Linked DNA regions of Mus musculus: regions 2, 3, 4 and 5 are each linked to region 1. Evidence: chromatin contacts called from public Hi-C, HiCAR-type and Micro-C data. All regions are on one chromosome and are shown on one strand. The core of a region is the stretch at or near the end of the contact, and the rest is flanking DNA. Distances in the headings are between cores, read along the strand shown. Region 1 holds the start of Ralgapa2 (Ral GTPase activating protein, alpha subunit 2 (catalytic)). Region 2 holds the start of Rrbp1 (ribosome binding protein 1). Region 3 holds the start of Cst3 (cystatin C). Region 4 holds the start of Mgme1 (mitochondrial genome maintenance exonuclease 1). Region 5 holds the start of Nxt1 (NTF2-related export protein 1).

Region 1 (4,911 bases), core at 1,361-3,860:
ATCCCACATACAGGCAACAGCTTTTGGAATACTGTTCCAGTTGTTCAGGACTCACATGAAGGTCAAGCTGCACATCTGCTACATATGAGCAGGGAGGCCTAGGTCTAGACCATGTATATAGAATTCCTCAATTTTATTTTTATTTTTTTGAAAAAAAAAAGAGCCCCTAAAGTTAAAGATCACAGTAGGACATAAAGGAAACTTGGCCACCATCAACAACAAAAGTATTCCTAATGAAATATGGAAGAACTCTACACCGCAAACAGTATTTTAAACAGATTTTTTTTTCACATACAAAGATGATTCAGGCTGCAGACATGGCTCAGAGGTTAAGAGCACCTGCTGCTCTTATACAGAATTTGGTTCCCAGTAGTCCCTCAGAGCAATTCACAATCACCTTTAATTCCAGCCCCAGGGGATCTGTCTACTGGCCTCTATGGTAACTATACTCACTAGCACAAAGCCCACCACACACACACACACACACACACACACACACACACATTAAAAAGATAAAATCATAAAGAGATGCCATTGGCCAGGTTCACAGCCTATCCCTGCCACTTGCACCTGGAAGGAGCCACACACCTTAGGGGAGAAATTAAGGATACTCAGACCTGAAAGTATCCATTTTCTCTGGACGGTAACAAAGACAGTGTATCTCTAAGAAACCACTCTGGTCTAGGTTTTCTGTCTTTATAAAATGTAGCCAACTTAATCTTGGCCTTCTTGGTCAGAACAAAGGTTTAAATTCTTCAGCACAGAAAAAGTTCCAAAGTATCAAATGCCTTAAAATACTGTTCAGTTCTCCTTTATCAAGAATGCCCCTGCAGCAGGAACTAATCAGATACTAAGGACCCAACACAAAGCACTTGTGTGCCTAGACATTTCACTACAGGAAGGAGAAAGTTCAACTTACCAAGAACATCACATTTTGCTTTCAGAAGTCCAGAAACTAATCCTTCTAACAGTAACTGATTTACATTCATTATAAACTGAACACATTAAGTGTAATATCTGGGGATCTGAGATAGTAACTTCAGTTGTCAAAATCTGGTGGGTTTTGAGGGGGAAGGGAGTAGGTTTTGAGGCAACAGTCATGGTTTTGAGTTTTGCATTTGGTTGGTTCATTGGTTGGCTGATTGGCTGGCCAATCCCCCACTCAGAAATAGTTTACACAATATAAATAGAAATAATTAGCAACTCTTAATCTCATTAACAAGAATGCTTAAAATTCTCACCTATAAAATGAATTCTTTTGTGCCCTATTTTCTCAAGTGGCAGATGGTCTAAAATTTTAAAAACACTGGGTTTTTAATTTTTTATTATTGTTTCAACAGTATACATATGTAGAAGAAACCTGTCTTTTCCTTGGCCCCCAAATACAGATAAGTCTGTCCAGACAGACAGAAGATAGAACTAATGCATAGCCTAGCCAAGCTACACATCACCAGCATCAGATAACCTGTGGACACTTCACACCCACAGGGGAGAGCTTTCAAGCCATCACAAGTCAATTCCAGGCCCACTTGGGCTCTGCAGAACCTCCACCCTGCAGGCCATGAATAGGGAAGGCAAAAGGGAGTAATGGTTGTCACTCTGATGATAAGGGAGAAGCTGCCTCCCTGGACCCAAAGAAAGCCTAGCTTCCTCTGATCAGAGCCCCCTTCACACCAAAGACCCAAGGAAACAGCTATCAGCCGGACCCTTCCATCCTCCCTCCCCCAACCCCCAAAAAATGTAAATTTAAAAGAGAGAAGGGCAGGAGAGAAGAAATGACATCTAATCTGTCCTGGGGTCAGCTGAAATCAATCCTACCTAAAGTCTTACACTCAAACATAGTAACATTTTAAAAGGAGAGTGAGTGAGAGATGGTAGTTCAACGAAGTCTGTGATGGGACCACATGAGCTATTGGTCTAACCCAAGTTGTCAAGAATTTAAATTTTTAGAATGGGAGAGGGAGAGGGAGGTGGCAGAGAGGAGGTGGCAGAGAGGTAGGGCTGCGTGTGCGTGTGTGTGTGTGTGTGTGTGTGTGTGTGTGTGTGTGTGTGTGTGTGTTCAAGCCCGCCCCACTTGTGCTTGGTTTATTTCCTGGAGAGGACAGCTTATAGTCACCTCTGTGCCTGCTCTCAGGCACAGAGGTTACCCGAGGCTAGGCACCCAAAAGAGAATCCTGGCTAAGTTTACACTTGGGACGACAGAGCAGCGCCCAGGGCCAACGTACAGCCTTCAGGAACAATGCCTCAAGGGTCCCGATCTAGGCTAGCAAAGGTCGGCTGCGCACCATTCCCAGCTCTCTACATCACTCGGACCTGAGACCCCATCAGGCCCACGCCGCGGGTGGGACCCGGCCCTCCCGGCAGGTGGCTCTGACCCACAGCCCACGCCCCACGCCTCACCCAGCAGCGCCCGCAGGTGCTTCAGGCGGGTCAGCACGTCCTTCTTGGGGTCCAGCACCTTCTGCGTGGACTTTTTCACATCTCCGTGGCTCCTTCGGGAGAACATCCCGCCGCGGTAAGCCTGGGCCCCGCCGGCGGGGCAGGAGGCGCCTGCGCCGCACGAGTCACTGCATAGGGTCGCGACGGGCGCGTGTCGCTCCGGCCACAAGCCGCCCCCCTCCCGGCCGCCTCGCCGCCTCAGCCTCAGCGGAGGCTCCAGGAAGGAGGGGCGGGCCGAACGGTCAGGGGCGGGGCAGGAAGGCGGTGTCGATGCGAAACCCTCGGCCCCGCCCCACGGGTGCCTCTGGTCCGCCCTCCGGCGCGACGCACGCGCACATCCCGGACTGTTCACGCACTAGGAGCCTGAGGCTAGGAACCTCGCGGGGACGCGCGCCCAGCTTCGAGTCTGCGCAGTGACCTCCAATCAGATTGCGGTGTTTTCCATATGACCAGGACCGCGAGCTCCCGCCCCTATATGGGCCGCAAGTGCTCCCGGGAACTGTAGTCCCCACAAGACGAAGCGCAGCGACCTGCTTTCCAGAGTGCTAGATGCCACCCTTGAAACTCACACTCCCTCCCCTCTACTGCCTGGCCTGCGTACCTACCCCTCCCAACCCCCCACTCTCTCACAGACACACACAAAGTAAGAAAAGCTGTAGGACTTTTAAATTTTGAAAACTATTTCTAGATTTTTTTTTTTTTTTTTTACTTCTGGATTCACACTAAGGAGCAAGACAAAGCACGTGTGGCCATGTCAAAATCTGATCTCTAATTTCACACTAAAGTAAATAAATGGCTTTGGTAGCAGAGAAGAGTGGGCCTGTTGTCCAGTGAGGTCCACTCAGTCCCCAAGGCATCTGGAACCCAATCTCAAGTGCAGAGGTCAGTCTTGCCTCTTGCTTTGCGGATAGAGCTCCTGGGTTATGCAAGGCCTCATAGCAATCCAATAACAGAACCAGAAATAGAACCTGAAGGACCTGACTCTCGGGCCAACATGCTTTTTAAGGCCAGATGCCTATTCACTGAAGCAAGACTTTAAGACAGAAGATGCTCAAATGATTTCTTACCAGAAAACTGACTATATAATTGTTTATTATCATCTGGATCCCCAAGGTTTGATATTTTGGCTTTATTAGCAAGTACCTAAAGAGGCACCTTAGAATCACATGTTTTTCATCCAAATAGGCATAATCCAAGAGTCTTTTTCTCTAGTGGAGGAAAGTGCTAGAAATGTACACACCCTTGTATTAAGCTTGGTATTTGATCTCTACAGGCACTCAATAAACTCATTAAGTTAAAAAAAAAAAAAGATGATAAAGCAGCCCTACACATTTCAACTCAGCATGCAAAAACTTCTCCGTTCTGGTAAATTCTATTTTTAGAGTTATCAAAATAGCATGGCTACGACTAAGATATACCCAAAGGAACAGTATTTAGCCAAAAAAACAAAACAAAACAAAACAAAACAGACTACAGACAGATCACCTAACAGCAGAAATCTCACAGACCTAGAGATGTAATCTCCATGCCTAGGATGATGGGAGAGCTGTTGCGCCTCCTGCATCCCCAGATGACATCATAGATGAAGGCCATAATCTCCCCAATTCTGTTGTAAGGGAGAGAAGTGATGCTGTCTCTAACATTACGGCAAGAGTATTTGTCACCATCAGTTTATCCTGTGCCCTGTTTCAGATTTTAAAACACATGTTCACTGTTCCATTCCTTTGAACAAGGACATCTTTTCTTACACTGATTGAAAAAGTAAAATGAATTTATCCCACTGAAATCAATTTTTCTCTTGCAATGTGAGCTCTCATTATTAGCAAACATCTAGTAAAGACCTATGGTGTAAAAACAAGATCCTAAGCCCAGGAAATAACAGATATTACAAGAAGCAGTTCTCTCACTGCCAGAGCTTCCAATCCAACTGAGGAGGAAAAACTAGACAAATATATGCATTTCTGTATGCTAAATATATGGCAGTGTTAGAAACTGGATAGACAAAAACCAGGCATCTATGCATGTAAGTTCATCTCATCTATCATACTTACAGAGTGAAGACATAAGACTGCAACACCCACCTCCCTTTTTAAAAGAATCACGTATTAGTGTTTTGATGCTTATTTACCCAGGACACCTCCCAGTTTTGTTTTGTTGGGGTTTTTTGATTGTTGCTGTTCTCTCAAAAAATCCTCTTGTTGGTCTTCTAACCCCTTGAGGAAATTATTCACCCTGAAGTTACTTACTTCTTCCTTGGGCTTTAGAGTGTCAAGTACTTTTCAGACACTCCATTGCCGCCTTAATCAATAAATAACAAACATGAAATTCAAAGTTTAAAACTTGGGGCTGGAGAGATGCCTCAGTGCTTAGGAGTTCTGGCTGTTCGACTACAGGAGCCAGGTTCAATTTCCAGCACTTCCATGGTGGCTCACAACCATCTATAACTCTAGTCTCAGAGGTCAGATGCCCTTT
Region 2 (4,911 bases), core at 1,221-3,720, 2.5 Mb before region 1:
CTTGGGAGGTAGAGGCAAGAGAGCCAGGCGTTCAAGGTCAGCCTAGACGACCCAATGGCAGGCAGGACAACCTAAGACTCTGTCCTAAAACACTGCAGAAAGAAAGGAAAAAAGGAGGGCAGGATGGGAGGAGGGGAAAGAGAGAGAATGAAGAAAATGTTTCCCATCAACATAAAATATCCATACATTATAATACCGCTCTAACTACTTAGAACAGGTAAACAGAGCTCAAGTCCTAAATATGGAAGCGGAAAGTTCTGTTGTAGCTTATGCCACAGCTTCACACAAACCTCCAGCTCTCCTCTTCTGGCCCTCAGCCCCCAAGCGTGGGATTCTGTAGGCCTCAACTAGTCCAGAAGCCAGACAATCCAGGCTTGCCCCAGCATCTGTGCTGACCTCTTAGTAGCTCTTCTCCTGTACTAAACAGAAGGGAAGTGGCATCTCCAGGCCCTCAGAACAGGAAGCTGCTTCTAAAGAGAAACAAGTTGGCAGACCATAGTGGGCTGACCTTACAAAGTTCATTAACACATTTCTATGACAACCCCCAGCAAATCCCAGAAATTTCTCTAGGTTTAGGAAGTTAAGATAAACAATAACAGAAAAAAAAAATGTAAGGAAGTGGTGTGGATGGTGAGAGAATACTTAAGTGAAGGGCTGTGTCCAATGTGCAATTCTTCAGCCTACAATGTGAGTCTTTACACAAAATTCAACCCAGGACCCCAACCCCCACCATTAGGCTTTAAGCAAATGAACTGCTAGCTTAGCAAACAGAGATGTGGGAGGCTCTAGGGATCCATCCAAGTTTCATTTCCTTGGTGTTTCCCAGTCCTGACCTCTGACCTGAGGACTGATTGCCAAATTGCCCTCGGTTTTGCACAAGATCTCACACTTCCTGCTCAGTTCCCCTGACCTCAGTGGTGAGTGGGTGGTACTATCTTCAGGCAAGAGATAAAGAAACCCCAGGTTCAGAGGTTAGGAGACATGACCCTCCGGTGTTCATGGGGCTGGAATCCAGGTGTGCGACTTCTGCAGTGGTTGGCAGTGCAAGCCAGGCTCCACCTTGTTCCCTTGTCTCTCACGTCCCTAAACACACATCCCACAAGAACAGTCAATACCAGTTGGCTACTCCCTACACGTGCTGGGTCTCCACTGCTGTCTCTCAGATGGGGAAATGGGAAACCTCTGAGAGAAAGCATTTGGTTAGCAACTGTCGACGAAGCGTGACACCTACGGGAAAGAGTCTCTGAAGCATCCTGCACAGCCTGCAGTAAGCCCGGGTCAACCGGCCTCCCTTCCCCGGGCACTGCCGGGGAGCCTGGCGGGCCGGGACAGACGGCGGGCCCAGTGCCAGGGCGCTTGGCCCGCCGGGCCGGAGGTGCCGACTTCCGCCCAGGCCTAGCACCACGGGTCCACTAATCATGGGCGCGGGAAAGAGACGCCAGGCAGGACCCCGGGTGGCCCCAACCCTGGCCAGGTCCCGCACCCTCGTGCCGGTTCCGCGAGGACCCGCCGTGAAACGGTGCTGCGGCCCTGCCGCCAGGGGGAGCAGGGAGCCTCATCCCGTACTCCGGGAAGTTGCTACGGCCAGTCCCGGACGGCACCCGCGGCGAGCCCTGTGGCCCCCGCCCGCCCCGTCGGGGCTGCCGACGTGTCCTGTGGCCACAGCCCGCAGCCCGGGGCTCTGGGCCCCCGCGTCGCCAATCCAGTCTCAGCCCTCGTCCCAGGCCGGCCCACCGCCTTCCGCCCCCCCAACCCCCTCCGGCCCGGACTCCGGCCCGGCAACGTCATCCGGTGGCTTCCCGAAACTTAACCCCTTCCTCCGCCAGCTGTGCGCCGCCCCGCCCCGCCGCCAACTTTCTTAGCCCAACTTCGGAGCGCGCGGGCCGGCCCGACGGCCCGGCCGAGAGGGAGGGGTCGCCACGTCGTGCCGCGGGGCCGCCGCAGCTCCTGGCCTGCCGGCCGGGGGAATCCACCCCGAGGGGCGCGCTCGGCCGACGCCCCTGCACGGGCTCGGCCTGGCACACGCAGCTCCGTCCCACTCGAGGGGCCGCGGCTACCGCCAGGGCGGGCGTGCGGGCCGGCGCCGCCGGGGGAGGGGCCGCCGAGGAGACGTGTCACTCGCGGCGCGACCGGCCCGGCGCCCCGACGGCCCAGCCCGCGCGCCTCCACCGCCGCCGCCGCTGCAGGGCCCGGCCAAGTTTCTTACCTGCAGCGGGAGACGCGAGAGGGAGAGCGAGAGGGCAAGAGCAGCCGCCGCCGCCGCCGCGGAACCGCAAGAGGGGAGCCGGCCGAGCCTCCACCGAGAAGCCGCCCCTGAGCAGCTGCACACACTGCGACCCTGGCGCCGTCCGCCCCGTCCGCCGTCCGCTCCGGCCGCTCGCTGGCTGCGTGCGCGTGTGTGGAGTCGTGGCACTTTCTGCCTCGGAGCTGGCGAACGGCCCCCTCCGCCGGGATCGCCGCCTCCTGCCTTCCCCACCCGGACCAGCCATTCATCGAGCTGCCTCTTCCTATTGGTTCACTAGCCGCCACTCTGCCGGCCTCTGACCAATCAGACCGCGGACGGCCGCGCCGCGGTGGCGACCATTGGCCAAAAAGGAGGGTCTACGTCTCAGCCAATGAGAGAGAGGAGGAGCTGCGGGGAGCCGCGGGGGGCGGGGCCGAAGAGGGGCGGAGCCGCGCAGCGCAACTCTCAGCTCTGCGCGGGGGCGGGTCTCTAACTCCCCGCCCACCTAGGGAGGTCCTCTGCCGGTCCCGCCCACTCCAGGCCTCCGCTCTCCACGCCACCGCTTATTCGGATTTGGCTCCGCCTAGGCCGATAGACTGCGGTTCGAATCCCCTTGGCCGCAGGCTGCTCTTTTCCTCCACACTGCCGGGCTGAGGTGGCCGTGAATGTTACCCTCAGGAGGACTGCACAAACCGTGAACAACTGGGAAAATGCCTTATTTAAACCCAAATAACGTCACACAAAGCACCAGCCTCTGGGTCTAAAGAAGAGTTCTGCAAGGGTCAGAGCAGGGAGGATGGGGCCTTATCTATCCGTAAAGGCACTGCATTCTGCATTCCATATTTTACTGAATAAGTGGGAGAATTGAGGTGGAAGACCTGGAAAGAACAAAAGAAATAGAGGTGGAAATTTTGATAAGAAAAGCCACTCCCTAAACAGAATAATATACTGTCCTTGTACAAATCACACAGCAGAGTTACATCCATCCTGTGACACTTGATTTCAGATGTTGGGACCATGAGGTTTTGGCCCAAGAAAATATGATAGCAACCCAGGAAATTGATCTAGTGATACTCCAAATATTAGCCAGCTACCCCTTTATAAAAACAAAAAAACAACAACCAACACCTACTTAGAAGAGGGGTGCATATGCCACCATGCACCAACTCTCTGCTTGATTCTCTCCTTCCATGGCTGTTTCTAGGGATCAAAACTCAGTCAGATTGCATAGAAAGTACTTAAAAGTAGTTTCCCTGTGCCATCTCATCAACACAAAAGCCTCTCTTCAAAACCAAGTTCAATTGAAATAACTTAACTTTAAGTGCTTTTCTTTTCTTTTTTTTTTTTTTTTTTTTTGAGTCAAGGTCTCACTATGTGGCTGTCCCACAACTTGCTTTGTATAACAGGCTGGCCTAGAACTCAAAGTCACAGAGTTCCTCCTGCCTCTGTTTTCTGAGTACTGGCATTAAAGGCATGAAACACCATGCCAGCTTAAGTTTAGGTTATAACCATTTTAACTGCAGCTCTTAAAATTATTCCTTTGAGCCTGAGGCAAGATCAGCCTCTTTGAAATGAAGTTTGGTCTCTCTCCTCTGTCCCCCACCCCCCTTTCGAGTCCACACAGAATTTGATATCAGGCATATCTCTCTCTCTATTGCTCGAGCAGGGTCTGTCTATGATCCTGGAGCCCACTCCTTTAACTCAGCTGCCTGACCAGTGAGTGACGGTCTCCATCTTCACAGTGCTGGATTGTAGGTGGCACCTGGAGTGTTCACATTCATGTTGGGATTTGAACTCAGGGCCTTCATAGCAGGTACTTTACCCACTGAGCCACCTCCCCAGCCTCTAAGATTTAGTGTTCTAAAAGGCCAAAGGACTACACCTGCCCCAGCCTCTGTGGCTGCAGAGTTCCTGCCTCAGTTCCTCTGTGAGCACCCCTTTGGCCATTGCTACTTGACAGCTGTTGGTCTATAGTAAAACTGCAAGGAGAGAATACAGAGGGGTTAGGCTGAAACTAAACTATTTATTTCTGGTTTGAATCTCAGTGTCTTAGGGAATTAATGATTAATCAGCAGGAATCACTATAGATCACCTTTCCACACTCAGTCATTTTCCAGAGCTGAGATTCACTTGAAATAAAATTAAGGATCCCAGCTTCTGGTCAGCAGTTGCTAGCAGCCAGTCTGGCTGGATCATGGTGGGGCATTTACCTCCCTGGGCATAAATGGACTGTAAGACAGTTACTCTCTCTTGTGGGGATAAGTAAGAACATTTATTCATCCATTCAGTCGTGTTTGTTAGTGTCCAGGGAAGACTGCAGGCTGAGCATGCAGCCTAAAGTGATACCCAAATCCACCAAGGGCCCAAAGACTTCTCTGTGGCAGGGTTGTTCTTCATCTTGGTTCACTATTTGTCTTTAATTTTTCCCAGAAGCCGATCCTGGCAGGAGGAATTGGTTCAGATGCGGTAGTCCTTCACTCTCTGACAGAGATTAGTTCCAGGACCATCTATAGCAGGTTGCGGTGTCTGGGGATGGGCAAGTCTCATATAAAATGATTTGCATAGAGCCTCTGCACTTCCTCCCATATGCTTCAAATCCTCTCTAGATGATATACACTGCCTTTAATGCAATGTGATGCTATATAAATAGTTGTGACACTGTATTGTTTAGAGAACCATGACAGGGG
Region 3 (4,911 bases), core at 1,220-3,719, 2.4 Mb after region 1:
CCAGAAATCTCACCCACAGACAAGCGCCCCAGGCTCTGTTGGCAATTGTTTTATTCTGAGCAACTCTGACAAGTTGTCATATGTAGCTGACTAAGAGGAGAAGCAGAACACAAAAGGCAGAAGCTAGCACTGACAAACCTTTCTGTGAGTAGGGAAGGCTGTTCTAGGAGCCTAGGTTTGTTCTCTGAGCATAAGCAAAGGCTCTGGGCTGCAGTGTGGGATTAACTCAATTCTGCTGACTGTGGCTCCTCAGGCTCAGACACGACAGCACTGGTGGAGAGCCAGCCATTCCCCATACACAGCCTAGAGAGAACATATTTATTTACCTAGGACTCCTTCCTTTCAGGGACAAGAGGACATGGGATGCTTCACACACGGGGATGTTTCAAGTCAGAGGGAAGAGCACTCTTAAATGATTTCTCCTTCAGAGAGACTCTCCAGAATTTTCTCAAGCATGTCATTTCCCTGTAGGTCTTCCATTTGCAATTTAAGAATAGCACTTATCCCTCTCCCCATAATGGGGCACACCAGATCAACTTGTCAGAAATGGGAAGCACAAACTGAGGGACATAGGTCGGGGTGGAGGGGTACAGGGCTCTGTGTATTGATTGCCCCGCAGGACCAAAAACAGCTCTGGATTTGGGAGAATGTCCTGATTTTCCTACTAGTTAAAGGAGACCTGCAGACCAAAGAACCTACAACTCCTTATACTTTGCTCCATCTGTTGCCACAATTAAGAGGTGCACTGGCCCTCAAGGTCCAAGGCAGCTGGGAAGTGGAGTTTTCTCAAGGTTGATCCCAGCAGCAGGAGAAAAAAATGGAGCAGGATTTAACTCGTTTGTATTTTCAAGAGAAGGTAGAAATGAGCTCTACACACTGGCATACAACTCTTTGTCGTCTAAAACCTGGGCTTCCTTTGGGTCAACTTTGGGGCTTTAGCAGCTCCTGCAGCTAGCTCCTCTGTCAGAGTCTAAGTCTAAGGTAGTCTGTCCATCTACTCAGTGGGTGGAGGGTGATTAGAGCTATCTTGGGGGGTAATTAGCAAAACCCCTGAGGGATATCCCGAGGATATTCCAGGGCCACAAGAAGAGGGAAGCAAGGCTTCTTAGAACAACTAGACAGCACCTTCTGAGAAGACACAAGGGGACCTGCCTGGTGACCTGCACCAACATGACAGCCAAGAAACTCAGACACCAATCTACACAGTTATGTGTCCCTTAAGGATAGAGGCTCCTTCTGAGAAATGTGCCCTGGCCACACTGTGTACAAGCTAATACGGCTGCAGCATCAAGGGGTTGTTTAGCTTTGAGGTTCACCCATCACAAACCGAGTCATGGCTGAAGGGAGCCTGACTGTGTGGTACAGGACTGATCACCACAGCTGTCTGGACCATTCTACAGTGCTACCAAAACAGCAAGGCAGCACAGGCAGTGCTCAGAGAAAAAGACAGGCTGCCAGACTGGATAGAAATGGCCCTTGCTAGCAGAGTCCATAGTGGAGACCAGCAAACTGAGACTTTGAGTGAAGGACCTGAGTGTTCGTGGGTTCCCAATTTTCCAAATGGAATCTTGGGTATGTAGAGAATGCCCTTGTTTTCCGGAAGTGTTGACTCTGAAAGTATACACAAAAATAAGTGACTATAAACACACACCCACGTACACGTGCTCCTGAGTAGAGCAAGGAGATTGGAACATGGCCAAGTGTTTACTGGAAGGATGGGGTGAAATCTGCCGTCTGTCAGAATGAGTTTCAAGTAGCGCGATTAAGTGAAGCCAGATCATTAGCAGTTGACATTGACCCCAGGCGGCTAAGGGAGGTGAGCTCCGCCCAGGGAGCGTTTGACCTACATCCTTAGTACCTTCTCTGGGTGGCCTTTTGGAAACAGAGCTAGGAGGCCCACCCGCTGGGCTCTTCTGAGTTCCAGAATAAACAAAAGATGAATGTTAACACAATGAGTAGACCAGAGAAGAAAGGAAGAGAGAGGACCGCTCCCATAAGAAGCAAAGGTGTTGATTAACAACTGCAGATGCAAACCGCGCCCTAGCTAGGGGTGCCTGGGTGGGAGCGGCCTGGAGACGTCGGGAGAGCAGGGGACAGCAGGGACACGTACCTGCTTACGAGCTCTCACCACCTGTATGGCGCGGCTGTGGTACGCATCGTTGCTGCCCTTGTTGTACTCGCTCACAGCGAAGTCCAACGCTCGCCGCACGCCTTCCTCATTGGCATCTGCCTCCTCCGGGGCTCCCAACATTCGCGGGCCTTGTTTTGGGGTCGCCGCCCAGGCCACGGCCAGGACGGCCAGCAGGAACAGCAAGGAGCGCAGCGGGCTGGCCATGGTTGGCTAGGACAAAGGGATAAAGCTCCAACAAGACTCTGAGTTGGTGCAGAACAGACGCTGCTACTCCGTGCGACTTTTACCCAAATGCGAGCGTTAGGGACCCGCCCGCCTCTCCTGGCTCCTCCTTTTCCGGCGGCCACCCTCCCTTTTCCGTCTGCCCCCTAGCGGGCCCCGCCTCCTCTTCCGAACGGCCCCGCCCTCCCTCTGCTTCAGTCAGCTGCTAGTCTGTTCTTGCCTTGTAGGTCAGATACCTCTTAAAGAGCTGCCAGATTCCCATTCCCTGCTGAGCCTCCCCTCCCCCATCCCTGCCCCGCCTCTCCCTTCCTTCTTCACTCTTAGCTTTCTGTTCTTACCAGTTCCTCTTCTGTGCCCTTTTCCACAGCTTCCCCTTTTACTCCAAGTTCCCTGTTTCATGAAGTGTGGTTTCACCAGAGAAGTTGGTCATTGCTCTCTGGACCCTAAAATGCCAGTGACATCTGAACCCTGTTTCTCCAGAAAGGAAAAGGGCAACGAGTCTTTAATTTCCTGCATCTTCAAAGTTCAGCCTCGATCACTTGATGGAGAGCAGGGTCACTATGTGGGAATGCTCGGAGCAGGGCTATTATTTCATTTTCCTGAAGGCCCTGTCCTAAGATACTTGTCAAAGGAAAATAAATTGATCTTGGGGGAGTGGGGAAGTGTGCAGCATTCTGTGTAACTACTCATTATCCTTAAAGAAACCATCCTAGGCTTCTTCCTAGACCAGGCCACTCTAGGGCCTGGAGATACCACAGGAGGCCAAGCCCCGAATGGATATTGTAACAGGCTGCCCAGTATATCCATCTAAGATGAACCCATGTGTCTTTTATGCTTCCTAGTAGACAGGTTAAAAACTACGGTATGAGGCTGGGTATGATGGCGCATGTATTTAATTCCAGTACATGGAAGGCAGAAGTAGGTAGATCTGTGTTCAAGACCAGCTTGGTCTACATCTCTGGTTCCAGGCCAGCAAGGGCTACACAGTGAAATCTTAGAAGAAAAAGAAGAAGGAGGAGGAGGGGGAGGGGGAGAGGGAGAGGGAGGGGGAGAGGGAGAGGGAGGGAGAGAGGGAGAGGGAGAGGGAGAGGGAGAGGGAGAGGGAGAGGGGGAGGGGGAGGAGGTGGAGGAGGAGGTGGAGGAGGAGGAGGAGGAGGAGGAGGAGGAGGAGGAGGAGGAGGAGGAGGAGGAGAAGACAGGGCTACACAGTGAGACCCTCTTGTTAAAAAACAAACAGACAAATCAGTGATAACAAAACCCAAATATTGAAGTCTTTAATACGTTTTATTTAACCTATCAAATGTAATTTCAATATATAATAATAACTCTTAAGGAAACAGATTATATTCCTTAATGTGTATAGTAATCCTTTAGAGTCTGTGTATATTTGTAACATTTAGGACCAATGTTCACTCAGTCTGACCCCCCTTTCCACATCTGCTAACTGCTGATGCTGGTGGCTATAGTACTGCATAAGGTTTAAGCTTTAAAGTTTAAGGTTTGTGCTAGTGGTAGTATGGGAGGTGATCAATAATTAAGATCAGATGATTATAATGCTCTGTAGAAAGTGAGATAGGGGGAGCAAGAGATGGGTGCCAGTAGATATTAGTTGAAAGATCCCTTTGGGATTCAAACAGTCGAGGAGTTCCACCTAGACCAGGGAGATAGCACCAGTCAGAGGGAATGACCCCTGCTTAGGTGATGAGGTCCAACAGGGCTTTTCTGTTTAGAAACAAGGAACACTGGCAAGGGGTAAGTTTACATAAGCAGGGAAGGGGTAGGGCCAGGACTCTAACTCTGGCAGCTGTGTGGATGCTAGAGGAAGGCTGGGGCTTGAGGGCTATGGGACAAGCTAGTGAGAGGGCAGGCAGCTGAGGATGAACATTCAAGCACAAGGTCTATTCGAGCTGCTCCCCTAAGGGAGCCTCACTGTGGGTCTGTGATTTCCCTCTGATTGGAAGGTTACATAGTTTCCACTGACTTACCAGGAGTGAGGTATTGTTAACATATGACTTATTTTATGTGTATAAAATAATTTCAATGAGTGCACACAAATTCAGCACATGTGGCTGACCTTGTAAAGTTCCCTGGTGCCTTTTTGGTCCGTGTTGGTGCCCACTGGACCCTTGCCAGTCCATCTGTCCCTGGAGGCTCATTTTTCTGTCTATTCTTGGACTTCCTGTAAACATGTAGTGAGAGCAGTGTCTGGCCCTCTGGGGCAGAAGCACCATGAGGTTCCTTTGCACTGTTTCCTTAACCAGATTCTTAGTTCCCTTTCTCTTCAGGTAGAATATATGTTCAAGTGGATACTGTGTAGGCAGACACACCCTCCAGCTCAGGATCAAGCAAGCCCATGCTCACTATGCACCACTGGGAGTAGACAGGATTGAGTTGAGTTCTATGCAGATAGCTGACTTTATTTCTTCTTTCAACCTCACTCTCTTATGTTCTGTACTTGAAAATGCCCCTGTGACAAATGAGCTGGTAGTGAAGGTATCTGGTTTTGAGAGGAACACTGGAAGGTCCTGGGCTCTCAAAGGATACAAAGAAGGATTATA
Region 4 (4,911 bases), core at 799-3,298, 2.2 Mb before region 1:
TCCTTAGATTCTAATCTAGTCACTAGAGCAACTTCCAGAATCCCATTTTGATAGAAATTCCAAACTAAATAATCCGAACATTTAAATAAAATGGCAAAATTTATTAGCTGACAAATTTGCCCAAGTTGAACTCCAGTTCTTTGACACTTGCCAAATTCCCTTCAAATGACTGCCATCCAGATGTGATCTGCCAGTCTAGTACAGACCAGATAACACAAACGAAACCATGTACTAAAACCAGTCATTTACCTCAACATTTCTTTAACTCAAGAGAAAGCCAAAGTTGTCGTTTTCTCCACTGTGATCATCTCCAATTTTGCTTATCAGAGTGATGGTGAACTCATTTTTTTAAAAATTCTATTAGCAGTTAATAAAGACGATCAAGTCATTTTACATAAATGATTCTGCTCCGTACCAAAAAAGGAGGAAAAAAAGAGCCACCAGGGCCTCTCCTGCCCCTAGTACCTATTATATATGCCAGGGGAGAGAAACTAATTCTTCTAATGTAAAAGAAATAAAACACCTCGCACAAAGCTCTATTTCAATACAATACCCTTGTTGGAACAATCCAACTGGTTGGTGCGCCAGAGACCGGTATTTACTTACTAGATAAAAAGTTTGCGCCGGACGTGGTGGCGTATGCCTTTAATCCCAGCACTTGGGAGACGGATTTCTGAGTTCGAGGCCAGCCTGGTCTACAAAGTGAGTTCCAGGACAGCCGGGGATATACAGAGAAACTGTCTCGAAAAACAAAAACAAAAACAAAAAAAAAAATGTTTGCCCATTCAAAGGTACTTAAAATGAAATCTTAATTCAGCTCTTATTAAAATCTAAGAGCTCCCATATTACTGACGATTTTGTCCACAAAACTGACTCATAACCTACCTGTGCGGTGGAAAATTCAAGTTTAAAGAGCCAATAAAAGTAGAATCCTTTATTGCCCGTATAGCAATCCCTGTTTATTGCATTAGTCCTCAAGATATTTGCAGCCCGAGGGTTATATCAACACACAGGATTTACTAAAAATTACAACTCCCACGAGGACACATTTAGCGTTCCCAAGTTGCAAAAACCATGCTACATACAGATACTCGTTAGAAATCTCCCCACTATTTTAAACGAAAAGGCCATTTTCTTAAAAGGAGATAGGAATAGCAAACGAAACTTTGATCCACTTTCCAATTACCATGTAGTCGATTTAAGTTTTAGGAGCAAAAGAAAAAAGAAAAAAAAAAAAACCACGCTCCTAAGGGCTTCAGAGGATTAGCCTCAGTCGAATGACTGGCAGAGCGTCGGTCAGCTTCCCACCGAGAGCTCAAGAAGTGGGGTCCCACTTGTCTGGGTCTCCTTGGTCAGAGAATGAGCGTGCAGAGACACCCCGTTGGAAAGCCATCTCTAAAGGGGTGGTTGAGGGAAAACCTCGGGATCTTGCTGGGGTCCGAGCCCCAGAGAAGATCCACCCAGCCCAAGGAGGCCGGCGGGAACCTCCAGCCCAGGTAGCGAGCGAGGAAGGGATCTCACCTTGCTGCGGTCCTCCTCCTGCTGCTCCAGCAACTCGGGAACCGCGGCCATGGCGACGCGGGCCTCGAGCAGGGGCCGTGTGGCTGTGCGAGGAAAGAAGAGGCTGGGCCGCCGCCGGGGCGCCTTTCAGGGGCGGCCGCGGCCCCGCCTCCGCCGGCCTCCTTGCCGGACGGCGGCTGGAGGCCGCGGGACTCCGCCACCATCCCAGCAGCCCCGGGCGCAGGCCAGCGAGCGGCACGCCACGTGCTCCCCCAGTGCGGCCTCCCCCGTCCCCGCGGCCGTCCATCTTGGAGCCGGGCAATAGAAGCTACGCGGGGAGCCTACCCTCGCTCCGCGCCACGCGGACACCAGCACCGGAGGGCCGCGACGGGAACGCGGGCTCCGAACCCTCCGCCGGCGAGGCACGCCTCGAGAAAGGACGCGCACCGCGGCCCGGGCAATTTATGGCTCAGCCAGAGTCCAAGATGGCGAGCGGCGGTGACGTGCGCGAGATCTCGTGAGCGCGACAACGCGCGGCTTGACGGCGCCCGCGCTTCTGCTTCGGGGGCGTGGAGGGGATGGCGCCTCACAGGTGCGACGGGAACGCCGTAGTGCATGCTGGGGCCGCCTCGCTTTGGGAAAGCGCGGGACCGATGAAAGTACGGGTCCCGAGAGGGTTGTTTGCGGGCTGGGTGTTACAGCGTGGTGGCATCTCAGGTACAGCTAGAACCCTGCCGCTGACCGACCTTCTATTTAAATACTCTCTTCCCTATCCAAACTCGGGCACGAAGGGCCACGCTTGTCCTGTCGCAGCCATGGGAGACACCTGCAGAGATCATTTTCTGGAATTAACGTTGGATGGGCTGTGCAGACCCACTTGCGACATGTCCCGAGTCTGGACCACGAGGTCACAGTAGCACCCACTTTTTAAAGGGCGGCGTGAGGAATAGATGAGCGATGCCCATACAGAATATTTAGTAAGAGTTTGGTATGTAGATGTAGGTGTTTAACTGTTAATTAAGACTTGTGAATTTGTTGGGGGGGGGCAGATTGTAGTTGTTTTGTTTCTAGAGACAAAGCCAAGCTAACCCAAAATCTCAATTTCATACTGCCTCAGCCACCCAAGTAACTTAAGTTTCCTGGTCTATGCCTCCAGGCCTTGTCACATTCAGATTTAAGGTGTCATATCCGAAACGGCCAACACATTAACATTGAACAAAAGCCACTTACAATTTTCATGAATCTTACTTGGGAATGATTTTCTCTTTTTTTTTGGAAACGTCAAAAGTTTAGTGTATGCACTTTTAATGTTCTTGTGGGTTTTTTTGTTTTTGTTTTTTGGTTTTTTGAGTCAGGGTTTCTCTGTGTAGCCCTGGCTGTCCTGGAACTCACTTTGTAGACCAGGCTGGCCTCTAACTCAGAAATCCACCTGCCTCTGCCTCCCAAGTGCTGGGATCAAAGGCGTGCGCCACCACACCCGGCTCTTGTGTGATTTTCAATTTGATGGTTTTAATATAGAAAATGTCTTAAACCTAACACCACTTTTTTTTTTTTTTCAGATACGAACAGAACACACTTTTAAACTTTCCAGACTAGAGAAAAGTTAGAGGGGCGAAGTCTAAAAATGAAACTGCCTCTGACCTTCTGCAGGCTGCTTAGCAGGTTAAACAGATTTTCTGTAAAAGCAAGCCCTCCTGTGAGTTTCTCCACTTTCTCTTATTTGTGTAGCCAGAAGAAGAAAAACTCTTACGAAGCAGTAGACCAAGCGAAGTACTCTCGTTTAGTACGCTCTGTCTTGTCCAGAGGCCCGGCCCAGACTCCAGAGTCGTTGTTCAAGGAAGATGATGTACTGTATGGACCAGTGAGTAAGCATAAGGCTGCAGAGCCGGAGCCACAGGCCAGAGTCCCACAACACTGCTTTCCTATCTTCAATGAAGAGAGAACCGGGAAACCACACACAGATGCTTCTTCAAGCCCTTTGAAGATCCCTTTGCAAAGGAACTCGATACCCAGTGTGACCCGCATCCTTCAGCAGACCATGCCACCTGAACAGAGCTTCTTTTTGGAGAGGTGGAAAGAGCGGATGGTTCTGGAGCTGGGAGAAGACGGGTTTGCAGAATATACTTCAAGTAATTATCTTGCTTCTGGTTATGTGTGGTCACTGGTTTTTAGGAGATAGAGCATTCCTGTCAGAAGAATGGAGCTTAAAAAAAAATCTTACTGAGGAAGTACTTTCAAATAGCATTTCATGTCTGCTAATTTGCTTAATCTTCGTAGATACTATTAACTGTAGTTCACACTTAAAGAAATGGAAATAACAGAGATCAAATTATTTGACAAACTTGCATAATTTATAAACAACCTATCAATTCTTTTCCATCTCTTGACAAAAGTCTAGGGTTTTTTTGGTTGGTTGGTTGGTTTTTGGTTTTTCGAGACAGGGTTCTCTGTTTAGCCCTGGCTGACCTGGAACTCACTCTGTAGACCAGGCTGGCCTCGAACTCAGAAGTCCGTCTGCCTCTGTCTCCCAAGTGCTGAGATTACAGGTATGTGCCACCGCTGCCCTGCCAAAAGTCTAGTTTTTAAATAGTTTTTCTTGCTCAGAATGTAATGGTTACCCATTGTTCTACTAGTCAGTATCATTTGACTAGCCACAATCCAGAACTCCCAATCCCCGCTTATAGTTTGGTAAATTGAACTGATCAAATGTTCTTGGCTAGGAAATGGTTAAATAACCTTCAGCCTTCAACTCTCTTGTTTTTAAAAATGTGACCAGTTCTTAGAGAATCTGGTACAGTGTGTTTTGATCACATTGGCAGGCAGGCATCAGCTCCTGACTCATTAGACAAGTGAAGAGGATAGCGTCCTTAAAGCAGTCCTTTCTAGCCAGGTATAATGGCACACACACAGGTATAGTGTTTGAGTTCCAGCACTCAAGCAGATAGACAGATCTCTGGTGAGTCAGCCTGGTCTACGTAGAGCGTTCCAGGATAACCAGAGCTACATACTGAGACCCTGTCTCGAGAAAATCAAACAAAAAAGGGTAGATTAAAAAAAATAATAGACATGGTAGTTCATGCCTCTAGTTCCTGTACATAGGAGGCTCAGGTAAGGTCACATGTTCAGGCCAATCTGGGCTACATAAGGAGACCCTCGGAGTGGGGGAGGGGAAAGCAAACCATTGGCGTCAGAGAATGCTGGTCTCCTAAGGATTATATAAATGTCTTTGGTCAAAATTGGAGCTTATATAGATGTTCCTTAGCCTTTGCTTCCCCAAGAAACAAAGGTGACATATGAGGTGACATATGAGCACTTTTATTTTAAAATTATTGTCCTCCTTTCCGGGTATCTTAGGAAAAAAACACCGAAAAAGTATAAGCATTTAATTATGTAGGTGTGGATGTGGCAAAA
Region 5 (4,911 bases), core at 988-3,487, 2.2 Mb after region 1:
AAGATCTATAAATCAGGCCCAACTCTGTGTGTGGACCAGATGGTGTCCTTCTTCCTCCTGGTCTGGCTCCATGTAGCAAATGGGAACACCGCTCCACAGCTGCTTAGGCCAGGATCATTTACCAAAACTGCTCATGTGATTGGGTAACAAATCCCACCGATCTGTCATATGGTTGTTCCAAATGTAAAAGCCAATCATTTCCTTAGGACTGTTGGCAAATGAAGTTACTGTGTACATAAAGTATAAAACATAATTCAGTTCTATTTCTGGATGCTAATTTGGACAGAGACCCATGTGAAGCTCTTCCCAAGAATATTATTAGTGTTCGTGCTTTACAGAGGAGGCAGCTGGTTACCAGGTAGGCAAACTCACATCACAATCACACTGATGATACCCAAAAGACACAGTGCTGAAGCTGCAAGTAACTATGTGTATGCCCAGCTTTCAACACTGACTCTAGAAACTGCCAAGTCCAAAATTGAAGAGTGGGCAAAGATTTTGCTTAGCATGCTGAGCAGGCCTTGTGTTCAACCACCATTACACAGACACTCACACATACACTGAAGGTGACAGTCCTAACACTCACTGACGGTCTGGACATGAGATATTATTTATGTCAAGTTGACAAGGGATGGATTGTAGTGGTTATTCCTGGTTGTCAGTTTGGCTATATCTGGAATGAACTACAATCCAGAATTGGAGGACACACCTGTGATCCAGATCTTGAGGCTGGAAGACACAAGTTTCTAACCTGCATCTTGGCATGGAGATTTTGGGGCATAGTGGCCATGAAAAGTTTAGGCTAAACAAGGTAGTACACACCTTTAATGCCAGGAGATTGAGGCAAGGAGAACCCTGACTAATATGGGGGTGGTGGAATGGTGGAGGAGGGGGAGGGGGAGGGGAGAGAAAGAGAGAGAGAGGGGAGGGGAAGGGGAGAGAAAGAGGGAGAGGGGGGAGGGGTGGAGGAGAGGAAGGGGAGAGGGAGAGAGAGAGAGAGAGAGAGAGAGAGAGAGAGAGAGAGATTCTATCCTCTAGAGAACCTTGACGAATACGCTCAACTGTGTCAGTGGCCAGTCCTTTAGAATCAGAGGCATCTCTAATCTCCCAAATTCAAGGGCTACTGAAAGAATAAAGGTCAAGTTCTCCCTCAGGAAAAGTCCTGGGACCTACCACTACTTTATCCCCAGGTTTACTACATATTTTTGTGTAACTACTGCTCCAAAGGCACTTATTCATCCTTGAAACTCAGACTCCAACTTAATTCTTTCAATAATGAAAACTTTTCACTCACTTAACTCCAGTGGGAAGTGACCTATATTGAACAGCCATTCTCGTTTCTTAAATCTAAAAACAAATGTTCCCTTAGTAACATGAGCAAAAGGAGCCGAGAGGTTGGTAACAAAATACAGATTAAAGTACTTAATTGAACAAAGCCACTTACAAACAGCTCTCCTAGCCGGGCAGATGAAGCAAAGAATCAGGTCTCAGCAAAGTTAGCTCTTTGGGTTTTGATACACGAAGCAGTTTCCCAATTTCCCACGCGAAATGGCTCCATTTCTATGCTAGGTATCTAGACAGCTCCAGATTAAAACAAATTCAGTGTCTTAAATGAGGTGGTACTGCGCCGCAGCTGGAGCCAGCAGGAAACTCAATTTGCACTGCATAGAAAGTCAACTACCATTGTCCCCTTGCCCGCCTCTTCGACCTCAGTTCTCACTAGACTAAAATTTGTTCTCTTATAAGTTCATCTGCTTGTCAACTCTAAGTAGCTTCACCTTAGGAAGGGTGCGCTCAGCTAAGATATTTGACCATATTTGACCACAAGGACTTCCACAGACTCTCAGATTTAGCCTTCCACCGGGTTCCTACACTACGGGTGTCTATGTGCTGGGTTCAGTCCAGAGCCTTATTGAAGCCATGCTGTTGTCTCCCTAGTTAGCATCAACCAGTGAAGCTCCACGTTGAAGCTTCACGAGTCTCCACAAGATATCATCCCAACACACACAGAAGAAGGGAGCCAGATCTAGCAAAGACAGATATCTCTTATTAACCAAGCCTTCCACAGCTAAGCGCGTTGACTCCACCCTCTCCACAACATCCAATCAGAGCTCCCTCAACCGGATCTTCTAGGATAGTGCCTAACCCGGAACCTACACTGTCTTTGCCGCCACACCTGGGCGGAGCCAAGTTTTCTACTGGCTCGCGTAGCTGCCCGTCGCGGGGAGGCGGGAGTCGACGGGAACCGGGATGCTAGCGCCTGCGCACATTGCAGCTTGCGGCGCGCGGGAAGCCACTACCGGCGCTTAACCGTTCCTCGCCTCCTGGACGTCGGCTTCTCAGGCGGAGCCTCTGGGAGGAAGAGGAGAACAGGAGAGAAACTCTTCTGGCCCGGGACCGCGACCGGGGCGGAACCCGGGACCGAGTCGCCTTGGCGGCGCTGACCGAGATCGAGCAGGTAAGTGAGCGCTCCTGCCTGGCCGTCTGGCAACGCCGCGGCACCAGGGACCTCTTCCCTTTTCTTAGGCTCAATAAGACATGGATGTTGTCCTTTCCTCCACGTGGTGTCTCTGCAACCTGGCATCAGGCTTTTTTATGTGCAGAACCGTGGCGGTGAGTTTGCCATACCCGGAGGAGAGCAGCAGTTTGGGGCCGGGGGATGTAAGAAGCGACTCCCAGCTGGAAATGAGGCCCGGGGCACGGCTGCCGTTTCTGAGGTCCAACTCCAGGAAACTACAGTATGAACCATGGGAGTGGAGCATCTTTCTGACTCTCACTCTACTATGTTTCGGTCGTACTGCTCTCTCCTTAAGAGAGAAAGATGACCGGGTTCTGTGGGTAGCTGAGGACCAGAAATAGGGGTGATCATCTTTGGGGGCGTGACCAATGTTAGGGCGAAGCATTGTGGCCTAAAGAAGTGGGGATGAGGTGGTTGGACAGAGAAATATGGTTACCTTGGAGAACATTGTTAAGCCAGCATCCCTAGAGCTGTTTTCATATAGAACTGCTTTCAAAAAAATCCTGGAACTTAGTAAGCATAGCTCTGACTCCCTTGCTTCCGTAGAATGAAGCAAGTAAGTTTGTAACTCTTTTTGTAAAGTTGTTACAGTGACTTGTGCAATGATGATTGAGGGAATGTACCTAAACTACTAAGCAAACAGCACTTCAGATTGATTGTTGAGTCGGAGGACCTTGGTGAGAGAGTGGCAAGAGCAGTATCAAGCTGGCTCCGAATTCATCTATAGGGCCAGCTTCCTCCTTGCTCTGTGTGGAATCCATCGTTCATAAACTGATAAGCTTAAAAAAATGAAACCGGGCATGGTGGCGCACGCCTTGAATCCCAGCACTTGGGAGGCAGAGGCAGGCGGATTTCTGAGTTCGAGGCCAGCCTGGTCTACAAAGTGAGTTCCGGGACAGCCAGGGCTACACAGAGAAACCCTGTCTCGAAAAACCAAAAAAAAAAAAATGTTGGCCCAGGCATGGTCGTGCACACCTTTATTCCCAGCACAAAAGGCAGAGGCGGATGTCATGAGTTCAAAGCCAGTGTGGTCTACATAGAAGTGGCAGAAATACATAGAGAGAACGTGTCTCAATAAAATAATAAAGGCTCTTGAAATGAAAAAGCATGTGTTCACAGCTTAAAGTTTTAAGCTTACTCTGTAGAGACCCTGTTTCTGGAAATTGGCAAATAATATAAATTACTTGTGTCCTATTTTCAGTAATATTGATCAGTACTAGGTTCTTTTAAGTGGAAATAGTTAACCATAGAAAAAATTAGCAGCCATTCCTGTTGTAAAAAGAAAAGCCATGCTGCTTATGTGATGGAACTTTAATGTTTTAAGGAACTGTGATCTTCCGGAATCTCCCTGAGACTGTTTGAATGCTAGAGCCTTTCTGCTATGGTGTCATGGCCCTGCTGGTCTTAAATGGTGGCCATTAATGCTGAAGACATAAATTCTAGTTAGTCTTGGGTTTACTTGTTATGGGCATTGTAACCACTGTCCTCCACTCTCCTGAGAAATATGCCATTCCCTGCATCTTCTGGGTCCTTGTTGGATTATTTCATGGTAGTCTTTTCCCATACAGGCACCTGCTCTCCTTTGTTGGGTCAGTAACCACTCACTTCTACAGCGGGAGACACAGGTTTTACTAAGATGAGCCACACCCTGGTTGCCTAGGGGCAGTCACACCTATCCACGCTTTTAGGAAAGCAGACTTCAGGTATCAAATGTACTTTAATAATTATAAATGGATTTTAAAACCCATTGTAAGGTGAACATATTGGACTTTTTTTTTTGACCAAGCTTACTATTTAGCCCAGACTGGTCTACAATTCCTGTCTCAGATTCTCCAGTGTGCTCCACCACTCCTGACTTAAAGTCCCTAACTCAGTGCTGGATGTGGTGGTGCACTGTCTAGTTTAATTTTCTGTTCCTTTTTTTTCTTTTTTCTCTCTCTCGAGGAAACTAAGGATTGGAAAGATGAAATAGGTAGCCATTGAGCTGACTGCCTTTGATTCCAGATCTATATATCATGACCCTGCCTTTAAAATAAATAGGCTTGAGTCTGAGCCTGAAGTCATCTGCCTGTAGTATGTAAATGTTCTGTTACCTATAGAAAAATAGGGTTGGGAGCTAGATGGGTCAATGGGTAAAGGTGCTTTCTGTCAAACCTAACGACCTGAGTTTTTGATTCCTCGGAGGCATGAGATGGTAGGCAGACATGGTAGGCAGGCAGAGAGGACTCTTGCCTGGTCTCCTTTGACCTACAATGAGCCATGGCATGCACCAAATCACATGCACACAAACACTATTTTAAAAATTAAAACTTGAAAGAAAACTTTTCTCACGGCAGAATAGACTTTGAAATTCACTTGTGTTCACTTGACCTTTGCTGTCCTACAGTCCCTGG

What was found. Hi-C and Micro-C count contacts between places; a contact is called where the count stands out from the background. HiCAR-type assays count read pairs that join an accessible place to other places.
Region 2: a Micro-C map of embryonic stem cells shows a contact between it and region 1, with 9 times the contacts expected there. The contact joins the promoter of Rrbp1 here to the promoter of Ralgapa2 in region 1. A contact is called at or near these places in 1 of 39 promoter capture datasets (pre-B cells), 2 of 484 Hi-C or Micro-C datasets (CD4 T cells and embryonic stem cells) and 2 of 9 other capture datasets (adipose tissue and liver).
Region 3: a contact with region 1 is called in a HiCAR-type map of astrocytes, with 2.6 times the contacts expected there. The contact joins the promoter of Cst3 here to the promoter of Ralgapa2 in region 1.
Region 4: a contact with region 1 is called in a Hi-C map of CD4 T cells, with 8 times the contacts expected there. The contact joins the promoter of Mgme1 here to the promoter of Ralgapa2 in region 1. A contact is called at or near these places in 1 of 39 promoter capture datasets (erythroid cells) and 1 of 484 Hi-C or Micro-C datasets (CD4 T cells).
Region 5: a Hi-C map of CD8 T cells shows a contact between it and region 1, with 5 times the contacts expected there. The contact joins the promoter of Nxt1 here to the promoter of Ralgapa2 in region 1. A contact is called at or near these places in 4 of 39 promoter capture datasets (the 3T3-L1 cell line, hippocampal neurons, liver and 1 more), 3 of 484 Hi-C or Micro-C datasets (CD4 T cells, CD8 T cells and muscle stem cells), 2 of 115 datasets of contacts at active chromatin or transcription factors (astrocytes and thymic regulatory T cells) and 2 of 9 other capture datasets (adipose tissue and liver).

What each region holds. Positions count from the first base shown.
Region 1 is chr2:146,509,394-146,514,304 of GRCm38.p6, forward strand. Ralgapa2 (Ral GTPase activating protein, alpha subunit 2 (catalytic)) reads right to left here and starts at 2,611. Exons shown (of 41, transcript NM_001033348.3): 1 at 2,401-2,611. The coding sequence starts at 2,506.
Region 2 is chr2:144,008,793-144,013,703 of GRCm38.p6, forward strand. It overlaps Rrbp1 (ribosome binding protein 1), which reads right to left and starts at 2,471. Exons shown (of 24, transcript NM_024281.2): 1 at 2,207-2,471.
Region 3 is chr2:148,873,043-148,877,953 of GRCm38.p6, forward strand. It overlaps Cst3 (cystatin C), which reads right to left and starts at 2,470. Exons shown (of 3, transcript NM_009976.4): 1 at 2,111-2,470. The coding sequence starts at 2,335.
Region 4 is chr2:144,268,856-144,273,766 of GRCm38.p6, forward strand. It overlaps Mgme1 (mitochondrial genome maintenance exonuclease 1), which reads left to right and starts at 2,049. Exons shown (of 5, transcript NM_028984.5): 1 at 2,049-2,217; 2 at 3,060-3,629. The coding sequence starts at 3,125. Snx5 (sorting nexin 5) reads right to left here and starts at 2,047. Exons shown (of 14, transcript NM_001199188.1): 1 at 1,846-2,047; 2 at 1,522-1,604. The coding sequence starts at 1,572.
Region 5 is chr2:148,670,378-148,675,288 of GRCm38.p6, forward strand. Nxt1 (NTF2-related export protein 1) reads left to right here and starts at 2,238. Exons shown (of 2, transcript NM_019761.6): 1 at 2,238-2,458; 2 at 4,905-4,911.